Regions from separate parts of the Mus musculus genome. Here region 1 is linked to region 2. A link is a contact called in public Hi-C data. All regions are on one chromosome and are shown on one strand. The core of a region is the stretch at or near the end of the contact, and the rest is flanking DNA. Distances in the headings are between cores, read along the strand shown.

Region 1 (3,621 bases), core at 876-3,375, 49 kb after region 2:
AAAGACATCCTGTTGTCTGTGTTCCTGTCTCTCCAGATTACAAGTTAGTGGACCTACCTACCTAAAGTATTAACTAGTGTAGTTGGGGTTAGTTGCCTTAGTCACACTGATTTACAATGATAAAACATTCATCATAGCAATTCAAGCTAAGAAGTCACCAGTGGACAGAGGGCGCTGCTGTACACACTGCGGCTGCAGAAAGCCTGGGTGTGGTGTCTGTCTGCCTGCGCCTCTCTTGGCCTCCTAGGGCTCCTGCACATACCTGGCAAACACTCACAAGTACAAATAAACCTTATTTAAAATCTTTAAAAAATTAAAAAGAAAATACTTTTAGTCTAAAGGGGCATAAACAGCCTGTGTCTTAGGCTAAGTCCAGTCAGCTCTAAAATCACTTCACACGCTTCACACGCTTCATTCCAGAGCTCACCTCTGAGCGGATAGATACCCAGCAGCGCCGACACACCAGCTAGGGTTTTTAGTAAAGAGGTGGGCTAAGCTTCAAGTTAGTGAAGTATCTGCTCAGGGTTTCTGAGGATTGCATTTAAGTAAATCTCCCTTTCTTTTTGAGTTGTGTATGCACACACACGCTCATGAGTGCAGGGGCCCACAGAGGCCAGAAAAGGATGTCGGGTCCTCTGGAGCTCAAGTCGGAAGTGATTTTTCGCTGCCTGATGTGAGTGCTGGGAACTGAACTCAGTCCTGAGCCGCATCTCCAGCCTTCTCTCTTGCTTATCTTTTTAGGCAAGATCTCTGACCAGTCCAGGCTACTCTCCTGCCTCCTCTTCCTGAGCTAGGATTGCAGCCATCACACCCAGTGCCCTCGGTTTTTTGTTTTTTTTCTTCCTTTCCTTTCCTCTTTCCTCCCCTCCCCTCCCCTCCCCTTTCCTTTCCTTTCCTTGGTTGGATTTGGAACCAGGCTTGGTCTACATCGATTGATTTTTATTTTCCTGGGCTTTGTTTTTAAATAGAACTGTAGTTTTGTTTTAAACAGTCAACGGTAATTTTTTTTGTTAATTTGCAGAATATAAAAATGAAATCAGCATTTTTATTTGTAGAAACAGGAAGAATATTTGTTCCTGTAACATGGGCAAATGATGTCTCTAGCAATCCTGTAATTACAGTCATCTGATTAACCAGCAGAGGAACCGAGAGCAGAAGTCCTGAGTGGCTCAGCTTCTCGGGCAGAACACTAGGGACTCCCTGGAGAACTCTTCTCCCATCGTGAGAATTAGTTCTTCCTGGAAACGCAACGGTTGTTGGCAGTAGAGCAGTCGTGTGGCTCACTCTCCATCTGCTGTAAGAGCCATAGAATAGTGTGTGATGTGTGTGTATGGTGTGGTGTGGTAGATTGTGTATAAAATGTGTGTATGTATAATGTGTGCTTTGTATAGTGTATGTATATAGTATATGTGTGTGTGTATACATATATATATACATATATACACACACATGCATACACATACTCCACACAGTATGTATGTGTGGTGTGCTGTGTGGAGTATGTGTATGCATCGTGTGTGCACACACAGTGGGTGTGGGCTGTGCATGTGGATTGAGTGGTGTGTATGTTGCGAGTGGTTTGGCTGAGGCGCTTCCTTTCTGTGATGTTTCAGCTCCTCTCCAGCACAGCGTTTACGGCTTTGTGAGGGGACATGGACAGTGTGTTTAGCTGTTGTGTGAGGTTGCTAGTTTAAGAACGTCTAGAGACTGCTATAGTCTCTTTAGACATTTTAATGATTAAAGCACAGGGTGTGTTTGTTTTGTTTTCAGTCTTCTGAGCTGGCTGCTTGGATATAAAGAATCTACTAATGAGTCAGCCTTTGGCAACTCAGAGTCATTCTTAAAAAATCAAGCACAAAACACAACACAGCACAACAGAAAACAGCTTTTTTCCTTTCATTCTATTTATTATTTATAAGATTTATTCATTTCATATGTATGAGAGTTTTGCTTGTATGTATGTATATGTTTGTATGAGTGTATGTATGCAAACCACGTGCATTTCTTTTGCCTGTGGAGGTCAGAAGAAGGAATTAGCTCCTCTAGAGCTGCAGTTAGAACTAGTCTGAGCTACCATGTTGTGTTGGTAACTGAGGGCAGACAGGGAGTGTCTCAATTCCTCAGCTATTTCTCTAGCTCTTCGCTTTTTGAAGGAGTCTCACTGTGTAACCCTGACTGGCCTAACTGAACGCACCCTGTGACCATTCTTGCCTCTGTCTCCTCGGTGCTGAGCGTCCAGTTGCAAGCCGCCACACCTGTTCATAGCTCATGATTTGTCTCCCACACTCTTTCAGTGAATCACAAAGAAACCTTATATGAGAAGTATTAAGGATTTTGTTGAGGGAATTTTTTTTCACTTGGGGTTTATAACACATTACTTAAAAAGGAGTTGACTGGCTGGAGTTAGGCTACAGGATTGTTGGCTTTATTTATTTATATGTGAAAGTAAAATAATTGGGTTAGAGAGATGGCTCAGCGGTTAAGAGCATCGACTGCTCTTCCAGAGGACCTGAGTTCAAATCCCAGCAACCACATGGTGGCTCACAACCGTCTGTAATGGGATCCGATGCCCTCTTCTCGTGTGTCTGAAGAGAGCAAGAGAGCAGTGGTGGAGTATGTATACTCATATGTATAAAATAAATAAATCTTAAAAAAAAAAGGTAAAATAATTTGTATCATTTGTATCTATTGTAGAAGGCACATAACCTGGCCATGTCACAGTGTCATGCAGAGACAGTGCTGTGGCCTTTGTCACTCTCACAGATGTCAGACGGGAAGCACTGGAAGCAGCACTGTCCCCATAGCCACACTGGCTGAGATGGCTCCTATCTCTCCCCCATAGCCACACTGGCTGGGATGGCTCCTATCTCTCCCCCATAGCCACACTGGCTGAGATGGCTCCTATCTCTCCCACATAGCCACACTGGCTGGGATGGCTCCTATCTCTCCCATAGCCACACTGGCTGGGATGGCTCCTATCTCTCCCATAGCCACACTGGCTGGGATGGCTCCTATCTCTCCCCCATAGCCACACTGGCTGAGATGGCTCCTATCTCTCCCACATAGCCACACTGGCTGGGATGGCTCCTATCTCTCCCACATAGCCACACTGGCTGGGATGGCTCCTATCTCTCTCCCATAGCCACACTGGCTGGGATGGCTCCTATCTCTCCCCCATAGCCACACAGGCTGGGATGGCTCCTATCTCTCCTACATAGCCACACTGGCTGGGATGGCTCCTATCTCTCCCCCATAGCCACACAGGCTGGGATGGCTCCTATCTCTCCCCCATAGCCACACAGGCTGGGATGGCTCCTATCTCTCCCCCATAGCCACACAGGCTGGGATGGCTCCTATCTCTCCCATAGCCACACTGGCTGGGATGGCTCCTATCTCTCCCCCATAGCCACACTGGCTGGGATGGCTCCTATCTCTCCCATAGCCACACAGGCTGGGATGGCTCCTATCTCTCCCCCATAGCCACACTGGCTGGGATGGCTCCTATCTCTCCCCCATAGCCACACAGGCTGGGATGGCTCCTATCTCTCCCCCATAGCCACACAGGCTGGGATGGCTCCTATCTCTCCCATAGCCACACTGGCTGGGATGGCTCCTATCTCT
Region 2 (3,489 bases), core at 787-3,286:
TGTTATCAGCGGAGAGTAAACGGGGAAGTCGGATCTTTCTGCTGGGAACAGATTTTGATTGGGATAAAGATGCCCGAGACTCAGGTTCTCAGAATCTGAAATGAGACTCCAGGGGCCGAGAAAGGACCACTTGGGAGTCTTTCCTGGAGTTAGTCAAGCCTGAAGAGGAGTGGAAAATCCACACTTAAGTAACCTGGTATAACAAATTTTCATATGGTGGAGGATGCCAGAGTAGGAAGTAGCTGTTGTGCCTGGTCAAGAGATGGAAGGCGGCTTTCCTTCTAATGCAGTGGAGGCTCAGGTAGCTAGAGGCAATGAGGCAATGGGGGAGCCTGCCACCTAGCTTTTAGCCTACAGAGAACATCTGGGGCTCCCAGGGGTTGTCACCCACTACATGTAAAGCTTTTTTTTTTTTTTTTTTTTTAAGGGCCCGGTGGTGAGTGCCTATAATTCTAGTACTTGGAGGGTAGAGGCAAGACAAGCAGGAGTTCAAGGTTATCCTCAGGCACGTGGAGAGATGAGGCTAGCCTGAGCTACTTAAGACTCTCTCAAAAAGAAGCAAGCAAGCCAACAAACCCAGAGAAACCAACGACCACCCCAACTCTGAAACCCACCAATGTAGCAGGAGTCAGGACACTAATCTTGTTTGTATGTTCATGTGTATGGCGACCAGGGGACAACCTCAGGTGTCTTCTTCTGGTGCTGTCACCTTTTATTCTGGAGACAGGGTCTCTCACTGGCCTGGAACTCATCAGATGGAGTGGGCTGTGACCAGTGAGCCTCAGGGAACTGTTGGTCTTCACCTCAATGCTGGGACTGTATACACCTCTCGCACACCAGACTTTTCCTGAGTGAATTCTGGAGTCTGCACTTGGGTCCTAACGTTTGCAACTCAAGCACACAGGACACAGGACACTAATTTTACCTCTGTCCACGTTGGTCATGTGACCTTGGCAAAGTCTCCTGTCAGCTTTGAGCTGCCTCAAAAAAAATTTTTTTTTAATAGTGTAGATGATAGCTAAACTTCTTTGGACCCCAGAGTCTTCATTTGTAAGAATAGGTATTTACCTATTTCTTGGGATTATATGAGCTAATGCAGTACTCCATATCTGCACAGTTCGGAGGTGTCTGCGACTCCTTTTCTGTCAATGTTACTGTGTCCTGGGGACAATGCCTCTATTGAGGGGCGCAGGTGTGGTGTGCAAAGTGTGAATGGATGTGGGGGGAGGAGACCTTATCCACAGGAGTTAGCCAAGCAAAAGAAGATGGGCAGCCGACTACAGGTTGTAGTCAAAGGCCCCTCCAGTCTTGGGGAAGACTGTGGGAAGATATCCACTCTACAGAGCTTAGGGTCAGTTTCTGGCAAGGCAGGCCATTTTGCATCCTAGAAGGGTAAGGTTCATCCTAGAGAAGGTGGGATCCCGTTTCTGAATCCGCTCCATCCCTTCCCAGCCAGGCGACCTTGGGGCAGTCACTTTTCTTCTCCGGGGCCTCCTCTGCAAAATGGGGCTCCTCGTTCCATTTCGCACTTTGGGCATCTGAGGACGACGTGTCGACATAATGCCCATGGCTGGCGACGTCAAGGGCCGGCGAGTGGCATCTGTTATGTTAATAAGTCCTTGAGGCGGGCGGGTTCCTAACTGTCGGTTTGTGCTCTGGCTTAGCGGTTCCCTCCGCAGCGCCTCGGTTTTTCCGCTCCGCCGCCTCTCGACGCTTGCTTGGCAGGTCTCGACGGACCGCGGCCTCGGGTGCCGTTACTATTGTTCTTCGAGGCTGAGCTCTCTCCCTACAGACGTGCCCTTCGGTCTCTCCCTCAGCTCCGCACCGCGCCGCGGAGATCCTCAGCCGTCCCGGATCACCGATCTTTCCCGAGAAAGAGTGTCAGCTCCTGCGGCGTTCCCGAACAGCGGCCGAAGGCGCTCCCGAGCGCTCCCGAAGAAGCCCGGCCGCTCGCGGTCTCCGGAAATAGCCGAGAGAGCTTGCCACCCTCGGTCTGCCGAGTCCTTCCGAAAAGGGCCGAAAAGCTCCGAGCGGCCGTCCTGCCGGACTGCTGGAGGCGGCCGCAGCGCCATGTTGGATGCTCTGCTCGTTGAGTGAAGAAAATCCGTCCGCATCGCCCGAGCCCCGCTACCGAGAAGGGCGCCGCTTCCCCCGGGGAGGGGGACAGAGACCCCCCGCCGCCGGCCCATGAGGATATTGCCGTGAAAGGTCCGGTCTCTCCGCCTCCTGCCCCTGCCGGGTCCGGCCCCCCCCTCCCCGGGGTCGCGTTGTCACGGAGACCGGCAGCCGGTGGTGCTGGCCCGCGGGGCGGCTGCTGCTGCCCGCGGCGGCGGCGGCGGAGGCGGCGGCGGCGGAGGGCGTGTGTGACCGGTCCCGGCCCCCTCCTCCTCCTCCTCCCAGCCTCCCCCCGGCCCCCCGCTCCCGCCGCCTCCCCGGGTCTGCCCCCATCCCGCCCCTCCGCTGCCCCCGGCCCCTGCACCCCGGCGCGCCCGGTCCCGCTCTGGGGGGGTTGGTGGCTTCGCTTTGCCATGAGTTTACCGCAGAAACCGGCTCTGAAATCAGGCTCAGCGGCTGCAGCAGGAACCGGACCCGGCACCGGAGCGGCGGCGGCGGCGGCGGTACCGCCTCCTCATCCGGCGGCAGCGGCGGCGGCGGCGGCAGTAGCGGCAGCGGCGGCCCCTCCTCACCCGAACATCAGGGCCCTCCAGACCCCGGCGCCCCAACAGTATCCTTTTCACCTTCCGGCGGTCCAGAGCGACCCTCGGTGGGAACCTCCTTGCCTGCCGTCATAGCCCGGCCAGAAAAGGGACGGGCAGCCGCTCTGCTCCCGGCTTGACCCGAGCTTTTGGGGTGCACCGGTGACAGCATTGCTGGGGACCCCGGGACCCTCTGCGGTACCGTGAACACTACTAGCTCCACCGGGCCGTGCCTCTGCAGCTCTTGTGGATCTGGGGGGAACCCTGCCCTTGGCTGCTCCCTCCCCTTTCTTGGGCAGAATTTGCTGGTGCCTAGGACCAGCCCTGCGGGCAAGGCTTTTCTGACTGTTGGGAGGCCCTGCCTTCTGCGGGGCTCGGTAGCCTCTCTAATTATTATTTAGGATTCATAGCAAAGTTTATTGCTAAATTTTCTGTTGGAAACGAATCAGCTCATTCCTGAGGTAAGTTGGGTCTTCAGTCTTTACTGCAAGTGTACAAAAAGCACCCCCCCCCGCTAGTGTTTTGTTTTATTTTATTTTATCGTATTTTATTTTTTTAAGCAATTAGAGTTGTGTTGTGGCTTGTGGTGGAGCCGGCTAAGGAGGAAATGTTACACTGGGCGCTTCCCTGTCTTTGACCTTTCTAAAGGAAGAGGAAGTTAACTCACATTACCCAGTACCCCCAGAAGTCTCACTTCTTCTAAGACTGGTGTTAACGCTGTATATCTTTTTTAAAGGGCTTTAGTAAGTTTGCTGCTCCGTAGGGTGGTGTCTGGAGGGTACCAGGGCTCCCA

Evidence for each region. A called contact is a pair of places that touch in the nucleus more often than the background predicts.
Region 1: a Hi-C map of olfactory sensory neurons shows a contact between it and region 2, with 3 times the contacts expected there. The contact joins the enhancer-like site here to the promoter of Eif4g3 in region 2. A contact is called at or near these places in 1 of 39 promoter capture datasets (macrophages), 20 of 484 Hi-C or Micro-C datasets (8-cell embryo, the N1E-115 cell line, bone marrow-derived macrophages and 12 more), 13 of 115 datasets of contacts at active chromatin or transcription factors (the 230-238 cell line, the HPC-7 cell line, acute myeloid leukemia and 7 more) and 3 of 9 other capture datasets (adipose tissue, liver and pancreatic islet).

The regions. Positions count from the first base shown.
Region 1 is chr4:138,040,591-138,044,211 of GRCm38.p6, forward strand. All of the region lies in intron 2 of Eif4g3 (eukaryotic translation initiation factor 4 gamma, 3), which reads left to right. Among named protein-coding and RNA genes, the nearest start is that of Eif4g3, 49 kb to the left of the region's middle. Within about 2 kb of position 2,126, at least 67 of the 459 cell types and tissues checked have an H3K27ac peak or open chromatin away from gene starts, as enhancers often do. A contact at or near this core is called in the 230-238 cell line, adipose tissue, bone marrow-derived macrophages and 4 more, where this site is marked.
Region 2 is chr4:137,991,420-137,994,908 of GRCm38.p6, forward strand. It overlaps Eif4g3 (eukaryotic translation initiation factor 4 gamma, 3), which reads left to right and starts at 2,037. Exons shown (of 35, transcript NM_172703.3): 1 at 2,037-2,208; 2 at 2,563-2,725.